2 separate regions of the Zea mays genome follow, and region 2 is linked to region 1. A link is a contact called in public Hi-C data. All regions are on one chromosome and are shown on one strand. Each heading gives the region's core, a stretch centred on a gene start, on an enhancer-like site or on the middle of the called end of the contact. The rest is flanking DNA. Distances are from core to core; before and after follow the strand shown. Region 1 has its middle 19 kb from the start of LOC100272642. Region 2 holds the start of LOC100279268 (RNA-binding (RRM/RBD/RNP motifs) family protein).

Region 1 (3,709 bases), core at 876-3,375:
TCTAAGTGTTGCTACCTCTACCGCAATGTCTAAGTTTCAATCCTAAAGAATCTAATTTTAAAGACAAGATTGCAACTTAAATGCTTTATATAAATGCGAAAGGTAAAGAGCAAGGTGGAGATGCAAACTCTCGTGGATGACGCTAGTATTTTTACCGAGGTATTTGGAACCACGCAAGGTTCCGCCTATCCTCATTGGTGCCCCTACGCAAAGGGAAGCCCACGCGAGGGCCAAGCACCACGGTCGAGTAACTCCGTAGAGAGCCACAGGCCTTCTCCACACGCAAGTGGTGCTTCACTTCCGGCTCCTCTCGGATGGTCCCTGTCGTTTCCACTATCGAGCTTTCGGCCAAACCGTCGCGAGCCTCGTTCCCTCTAGTACATGGTGGCAGCCATGACACAAACTCGGTTGGCACGGTCTCACAAGACTCTTGCCCCACTCGATATAATTACAATGGCTCACGCAAGAGCCGAGGGGTTGTGTGGTTTTTCTAAACTCACTCAACTGACTAGGATTCACCTAGAGCAAGCGCTAATGCGATCTAACTAACTTAAGCACTTCGCAAAGCACCTACGCTAATCACCGAGTGATTCTATTAAGCACTTGGGTGTTTGCGCACTTGGAAATGTCTACAATATGCCTTGGTATGTTGCTTAGGCTCCCACACCTCCAAATGGCTGGTTGGGGGTATTTATAGCATTCCCCCACAATTATAGTCGTTGGACACAAGCAGCAACTTTTTTGTCGACGGGCGCACCGGACAGTTCGGTGCACACCGGACATCCACTATTCACTGTTCGATGTCCTGGCCACGTCAGCCGACCGTTGGATCCGAACGTTACCCAGACAGTCCGGTGCTACAGCCCGAGGGCGCCTCGCTGCGGGCCCCTCTGCACAGATTGTCCGATGTCCCACCGGACAGGTTACTGTTCACTGTACGGTGCACCACCAATGCACTGGCTGACTACCCACTTCATGGATTCCTTTACTGATTCCTTGGGCTTCTTTTGTTCTTGAGTCTTAGACTTCTATGCTCTTTTTATGTCTTCTTTTGAGGTGTTGCTTCCTTAGTGTCTTAGTCCAATCATCTTTGCATCCTGTGAACTATAAATACAAACACTAGCAAACGCATTAGTCCATAGGTTATGTTGATCATCAAACATCAAAACCTTTTGAGCCAAATGGCCCGAGGTCCATTTTCCTTACAGCGACGACGACGGTTGACAACAGACATGGTGGAGGTGATCTCCTGTATCAAGGATTGGGAGTTGGCTAACCATCACAAGCAAGATATTGTGGAGAAGGAAACCAATGACCTTGAAGCAACTTTTGAGGCTATGTACCTAGATGATGAGCAGCGAGTATCACCAGGGAGCAAAAGAAAGGAACAAGGAGGACGAGGAGATAAGAGAAACGAAGCAGGATTACAAAGTTCAAGAAGCAAACAACCTTGAACTTATTCTCTCTTTCTGTTTCTACCTATTTATGTTCTCTTATCTGTAATATGATCATATGGAATGTGGACAGAAGTATGACCTTATAAACTATTTAAGGAGTTAGTTGTACTCTTTTCCTTCCTAGGATTTTCTCACAATGTGTGAGTTTTTTTTACCTAGGAAGGTTTTTAATTAGGCAACATTGAACTAAGGCTACAAAACATTTAACGACTATATTGTTGCCTATTTGCCTTGTTCTATGTTGGTTTGAATGTCTAGTTAGTTAATGGATTGAATTTATGTTAAGTTTTGATGCGAATAGATGAAATTTCTATTAAATGTGATGTTTTCTATGTATTTGGTTTCTGGGCCCGAGTTCAAGTTAGAGAAAATCCCTTCAATGTCATTCAAACTTATACTAATCCCTTCAATACCATCAGAATTTATAGCTTCCCTTTAATACCATCAAATTTAAATTTTAATCCTTTAAATGTCATTACCGTTAGTTTGAAGTTAACGCCGTTAGTTCAATTTAAAGTCAATCTCTCCGATGCCATTAAAATCTATATTGATCCCTTTAAGCCTCTCGCTGCTCGCTGGGTGGCAGTTCCGCTATGTGGTGTTGGCCCTGGCCGCCCGTAATGTAACGATCCACCCGTGCGTAAGCGCTTACGTTGTTCGCAAAGTCGTACCAGTAAAATGTACAGCCATCGAGCGTGACGTGCGGACAACTGCCTCCTTGCGTGGACGCTGGACAGAAAAGGGACGGCGATTGATGGCAGGAAAGGAACAGATTTGGCGCGTCGCCCGTTGTTTTTGGTGCCCCACGCACGAACGAAGACCCGAGCCGTGAGCGGCGACTCGACTAGCTCAGAGCAAATATACCGAATTTTTGTATTTTGAACTTTTTTTCCAAAAAACAATTATGTTTAGACCCCTTAACAACTTATTTTTATGTTTAGACTCTTGCTCGGTGCCGTATATGGATTGTAAGGGGCTCTTGTTCCTACGTGAGATTTACAAAGATCAATTTTAGTGAAATAGTGGCTTGTTTGAGATTTATTCTAGAGTGATTCCAATGGGCCATACGTGGGTCTTGGCTTATTACACTAATAAACATATGAATCGTCTGAACTAGGACGATAGGTTGTCGGTAAGCAACCAGAGATATATATTGGGTCTACCTCTTGCCCTATGTGGTTTACATTCAAAGTCATTCTTGTTATTACTTCTTATTGTGTTACATTATTACATGAACTTGTGTATATTGGTATTAGTTCTTGCTAGTAGCTTTCTTATTGTTATCATTTTGTTACTAAGCAAGCAACATGCTAGAACTAGATCTAGAAATAAGTTTCTATATTGTCTCTAGTTCTAGTGATAGTCCTTTGTTAGAAAAAAAATTATATACCGTTCATCCCCCTCTAACCATCAAGATCATATCAATTTGTCTCCCTCAAAGACGCGAGAAAGTCTATCTCCACCAAACATCTTAACTGTAGGCAGTAAAGTCGAATTTAATAAGCACAAGGCACTAATACCAATTAAAAGGATCAAGATGCTCAAGGGGAAGAGTGAATTGGGTTTCTCTAAAAATATGCACAAATTAAAACTTATAATCAAGATCAAGTTCAACCCTTATGCATATTTGTGTAAATAAAAGTTTTGCGCCCTTTTCAATCCTATGCTATAATTGCAACGCTAGTAATGTAAATGATTAAAAATAATTGCTCAAATATAAATGTTTAATGTAAAGAAAGGATTAAGAATGTCTCGATATTTTGATAAGATATCAGAGAGTTGACACTCTCCACTAGTCCTTGTTGAAGCACCCACGAAGAAGTGTCGCACCCCCTTGGCCTGTGCAAGGACCAAGTGTTTTCTATGAGCTAGTTCTTCGTCTCTTCAACATGGTAAACCGCTCACAACCGTATACAAACTTAAGTTAGATCACCCACAAGCTCTCTAGATGGTCGTTGCACTCCTGATTGCTATCGAACCATCTAAATGACGCCAATCATCAAGAGTAACAAGCACAAACTTCTCACTTAACCTTATCAAGGCTAATGAGAATAATGGGCACGCACTAGCTACTCTCAATGTGTTAATGAGACTGCTAATCAAGTGATTATCAACTATAGTCTCTCACTAGGCAAAGTCTCTTGCTCACACTCAAATAGGTTTCTTCAGCTGTTAGAATGGCTAGAATGGATGAATTGGGGTGTATTTATAGCCTCTAAGCTACCAACTAGTCATTATAATAACTCTAGGCA
Region 2 (4,060 bases), core at 398-2,897, 500 kb before region 1:
TTTAGAGAGAATTTTTAATGACATGAAATATTTTTTCCACATTCCGCGAGGTGAAGCCGGCGTCGGACACTAACTAACATCCGAACTCGATTATCCATAGGTAATATTTACCTAGTAAAATTAGGTGTGCAAACCAATAGATAATAAGCATAAGAACTAACACTACCATTTCTTAAACCTTTTAAGCACATATCCACCCAATTTAAGTGCCCAACCACCCCGTTCACTAGTCTGTCGCTGCCCTCCCACCCCTATGACTCCGCCTCCTCCTCTCCAGCGCGCCTTCGCCATAGGACCACAAGTTTGCTCGACATCTCGATTGCCCAACCTTTGTCCCTTCCCCACCCTAGTGCCAATGGGTATAGGATGATCATGCTTTTCTTGTTGGGATAAGGATCTATTAGGAACTTGATACCCATGATGAATATGCGTATGAGGATGTGGATACATATATCTCTATGGGATGAGAATGGGGTGTCCAAACTCGATGAAAAATTTCTCATTCACATCTCTATGTTCAACGGAGCAAGCGAACCCAATGTGTCCTATGAACCTAGTCGTACGGGTGGGCTTTCGAGTTACCCGAAAATTCAAGTCGAGTCATTCGGGTTTTAAAAAACCATTACCCGAAGTGTACCCAAAATAAGCGGGTACACGAAATTTGGGTACCCAAAAAATCGGGTTCGGGTAATCTCGATTTACCCAATCAGAGTTCACCCAATGCAATATATCACTAGATTCAACACAACATGAGGGTAATAAATAATTAACTTACAACATCAATAGACCACCTCAATTGCACAAGTATCTCAACTTCACAATTCACACATTACAAATTAAATCCGTAGTGTTAGCAGTGCCACATCACATGTTACTTGATACAGAACAAAACTTGCAGTCCAGTATAATAGAAACATAAATGATTGAACTAGAACTAATAGAAGTCTGCACATGCAAACATAATACATTAGATAATCATTGAAGAGTCCGCATAAAGTCATCAGTCCATATAAGCATATATTATATGTCATAAATACTATATAATTTTGGATAATTCGGGTATCCGAATATGTTAACTGATTTAGGGCCTGTTTGTTTACCCCCAGATTATATAATCTGGATTAAATAATTCTAAGATGCAAACAAACAGTCTAGCTTATTTGCCTAGATTATATAATCTAACCCCTTGGATTATGATAATCCATAAGCAAGTGAGGAGGTGCTTATTTCAGATTATTTTTTCTCACTTCCCCACTACCCTTTCAAGTTTCCTAGAAATTACCCACCATTGTCATTATAATCTACCGAATCGTTTTTGCGCCTATCGGATCGAAGAAGCCCGCCGTCCAACAGAAACACGTCAAATAATCTGGGTAAACAAACAAGACTACTCAGATTATATAATCCAAATTATATAATCCAGATTATATAATCCTTCAAAAATAATCCAGATTATATAATTCATTGGGGTAAACAAACAGGCACTTACTCAATATAATTTTGGGTTCCGATCTTTGGTTAATTCAGGCTTGGATAAATTGGGTACGGTTAATGGATCGGTTTTTTACCCACCTGGGGCCTGGGGGCCACACGAAAGCTACTAGCAACATCTGGTTCCACTCTCGCCGGCATCTCCCCCACCCATCCCCAAGTCCAGCACACACCCGAAGCGCCGCCGCTAGGGTTTGGTCCGACAGCCGCGAAACCTAGACTTTACTGCTCCGACAGGCTGCCATTCACTAATCTAGCTAGCTCCGGTTGGGAGCTAGGGTTTAGCTGAGCTTCGGGTCGCGGCGGTGCGGCATGGCGGGGTACGGGGAAGAGAACCAGAACACCATGAGCGGGTACGAGGAAGAGGAGGAAGAAGAGGTTGAAGAAGTCGAGGAGGTGTACGAGGAGGAGGAGGAGGAGGAGGAGGAGGAGGAGGAGGAGGACGGGGAGGGGGAAGCGGACGAGGGGGCTGTAGCCTCCGAGCCAGCGGCGATGGCGGCCGAGACGAGAAGCGTTGTTGGAGGCCGGGGCTTAGCGAAGGCCGTTGGGAATGTTGATACCGGTGGCGAGGATGGGAGGGATGCAGATTCCAGTGGCGGTGACGCCTCGGGGTGAGTTCCTTGGTAATTGGTATCTAGGTTTTTCGTATGGTACGGTCTGTTGGAATGGATTAGGTGTGGCTGATAGTTTTGGTTTGGTGCATCCTCGTATGTGCTTTTGCAGGAAGATTTTCGTAGGGGGTGTAGCTTGGGAGACAACTGAAGGTAGTGAGCAGTTCTTTTGGGATCTAACTATGAGGCTATTTTAGTTTATATCAAGTAAAATGTTGTACACCACACGATATATTCTGGGTAAACAACACAGTAGAAAGGCAAATTAGTTCTTAGCTGTTTTGAAGGGTAGGCCTGGTGCAGTGGTGAAAGCTGTCTCATTGAGTCACCAGACTGTGGGTTCAAAGCAGATCTCCGCATTTGTGGAAGGCTTGCCTCGGGTTATCCCTTCTCTAGACCCCACTCACATGAGAGCCTCTGACACTGGGTCTGCCCTGTTTTTTGTTAGCATAAAAGGAAAAAAAATACACTGCAAGGTGTCGTGCTGCAAAAGATGTAGTTTTTTTCTTTCTGTTTTCATGTGTTACTGATAAAGTTCTGCATTGGGTTGGTTGAGTCATTGATGCACTATGAACTTGCTTAGGTAGGATAGTGTATGTGGTAAAAGCTTAGAATTGGGAGCTACTGCTACCTCCATTATATTGATGGAAGCAAGCCTAGAGTTTGTATATGTCCCTCCATTGTATTTATGGAAGCATGCCTATACTTTGTTTTCTTGTTGGTGTATTCTGAATAGTAATATAAAACATTACTGTTTGATATTTGTTGCTTTGTGACAGCCTACTTAATGGATTTCAGAAACATAGTCATTCTCAACATTTAGGTTTTTTTAGGACAGCTGCTACACAATCTTTGTCTAATTACTAAACTGATTATGAGATGATGTTCCATGTTTGTCTGCTCCATTGTTTTTCATGCTGATGAGCTACCTTTTGTGCTGCGATGATCATATTAATACCAGTCATGTTAAATAAACTGTTAATCTATATGCTTTATTTTGTGTAATTATTCTGGAACTGTATGTCATTTGATCAATACAGATTGGGCTTCATTTGGTGTATTGATAGGAGTGATTCTGCTTTTATCTGTTTGATAACATAGAAATAATAATTGTGACTCTGTGCATAGATGTGTGAACTAGAAAACAGGAAATGACTTTCGTTTTAATAATTTAAGGACATGTAGTTGAACTGGAAAATATAAGTCTTTTATTTGAGAATTGAATGGCAAGTAAGTGTGTGTTTGCATTGATGTTCTAGAATTATTTGTCAGTTTTGTGTTCCTAACTTCGGACCATAGGAGTGTCATGGTCTTTAATGTCACAATATTAGTTTGCAATCTCATGTGGGTATTTATCTGTAGCTTAACTACAGTTGTCTTTGAGATGAACCTTTCCCATTAATAATCCTGCAAGCCTACTCCAAAACTGTATGTGAACCTTTTAGGAGTCATGTTTCTCATTCATACTTTATTGAGTGATCCGTAGCGCCAAGTATCTGCAGCTATAAAAGAAACATTAGAATATAGATTGCTGATCTCATGTAGCAATACATTTTTGTTGTACTGTGATAACTTTTTTATTTTGCTTATCTTTCGTTATATGTTCCATTTGCATGTGCAGAAACATTCACAAAGCATTTTCAGAAGTATGGAGCTATAACTGATTCTGTGATCATGAAGGACAAGCATACTAGGATGCCTCGCGGATTTGGATTTGTTACATTTTCCGATCCATCTGTGCTTGACAGGGTTCTAGAGGATGAACATGTCATAGATGGAAGAACAGTAAGGCTTCTATGTTCGTTATCCAAAAATCACGATCTTAATTTTGGACAATATTCTCAACTGTGTTTTTATGCTGAAGGTTGAAGTCAAAAGGACTGTTCCAAAAGAGGAAATGTCATCGAAAGACGGTCCTAAGACAAAAAAGATCTTTGTGGGTGGTATTCCACCATCTC

The links. Hi-C and Micro-C count contacts between places; a contact is called where the count stands out from the background.
Region 2: a Hi-C map of bundle sheath shows a contact between it and region 1, with 2.2 times the contacts expected there. The contact joins the promoter of LOC100279268 here to the enhancer-like site in region 1. A contact is called at or near these places in 3 of 25 Hi-C or Micro-C datasets (bundle sheath, leaf mesophyll and tassel).

The regions. Positions count from the first base shown.
Region 1 is chr6:114,101,552-114,105,260 of Zm-B73-REFERENCE-NAM-5.0, reverse strand. No RefSeq gene overlaps it. Among protein-coding and RNA genes, the nearest start is that of LOC100272642, 19 kb to the right of the region's middle. Within about 2 kb of position 2,125, at least 18 of the 20 cell types and tissues checked have an H3K27ac peak or open chromatin away from gene starts, as enhancers often do. A contact at or near this core is called in bundle sheath, leaf mesophyll and tassel, where this site is marked.
Region 2 is chr6:114,603,846-114,607,905 of Zm-B73-REFERENCE-NAM-5.0, reverse strand. LOC100279268 (RNA-binding (RRM/RBD/RNP motifs) family protein) reads left to right here and starts at 1,647. Exons shown (of 6, transcript NM_001152289.1): 1 at 1,647-2,102; 2 at 2,215-2,255; 3 at 3,724-3,887; 4 at 3,967-4,060. The coding sequence starts at 1,804.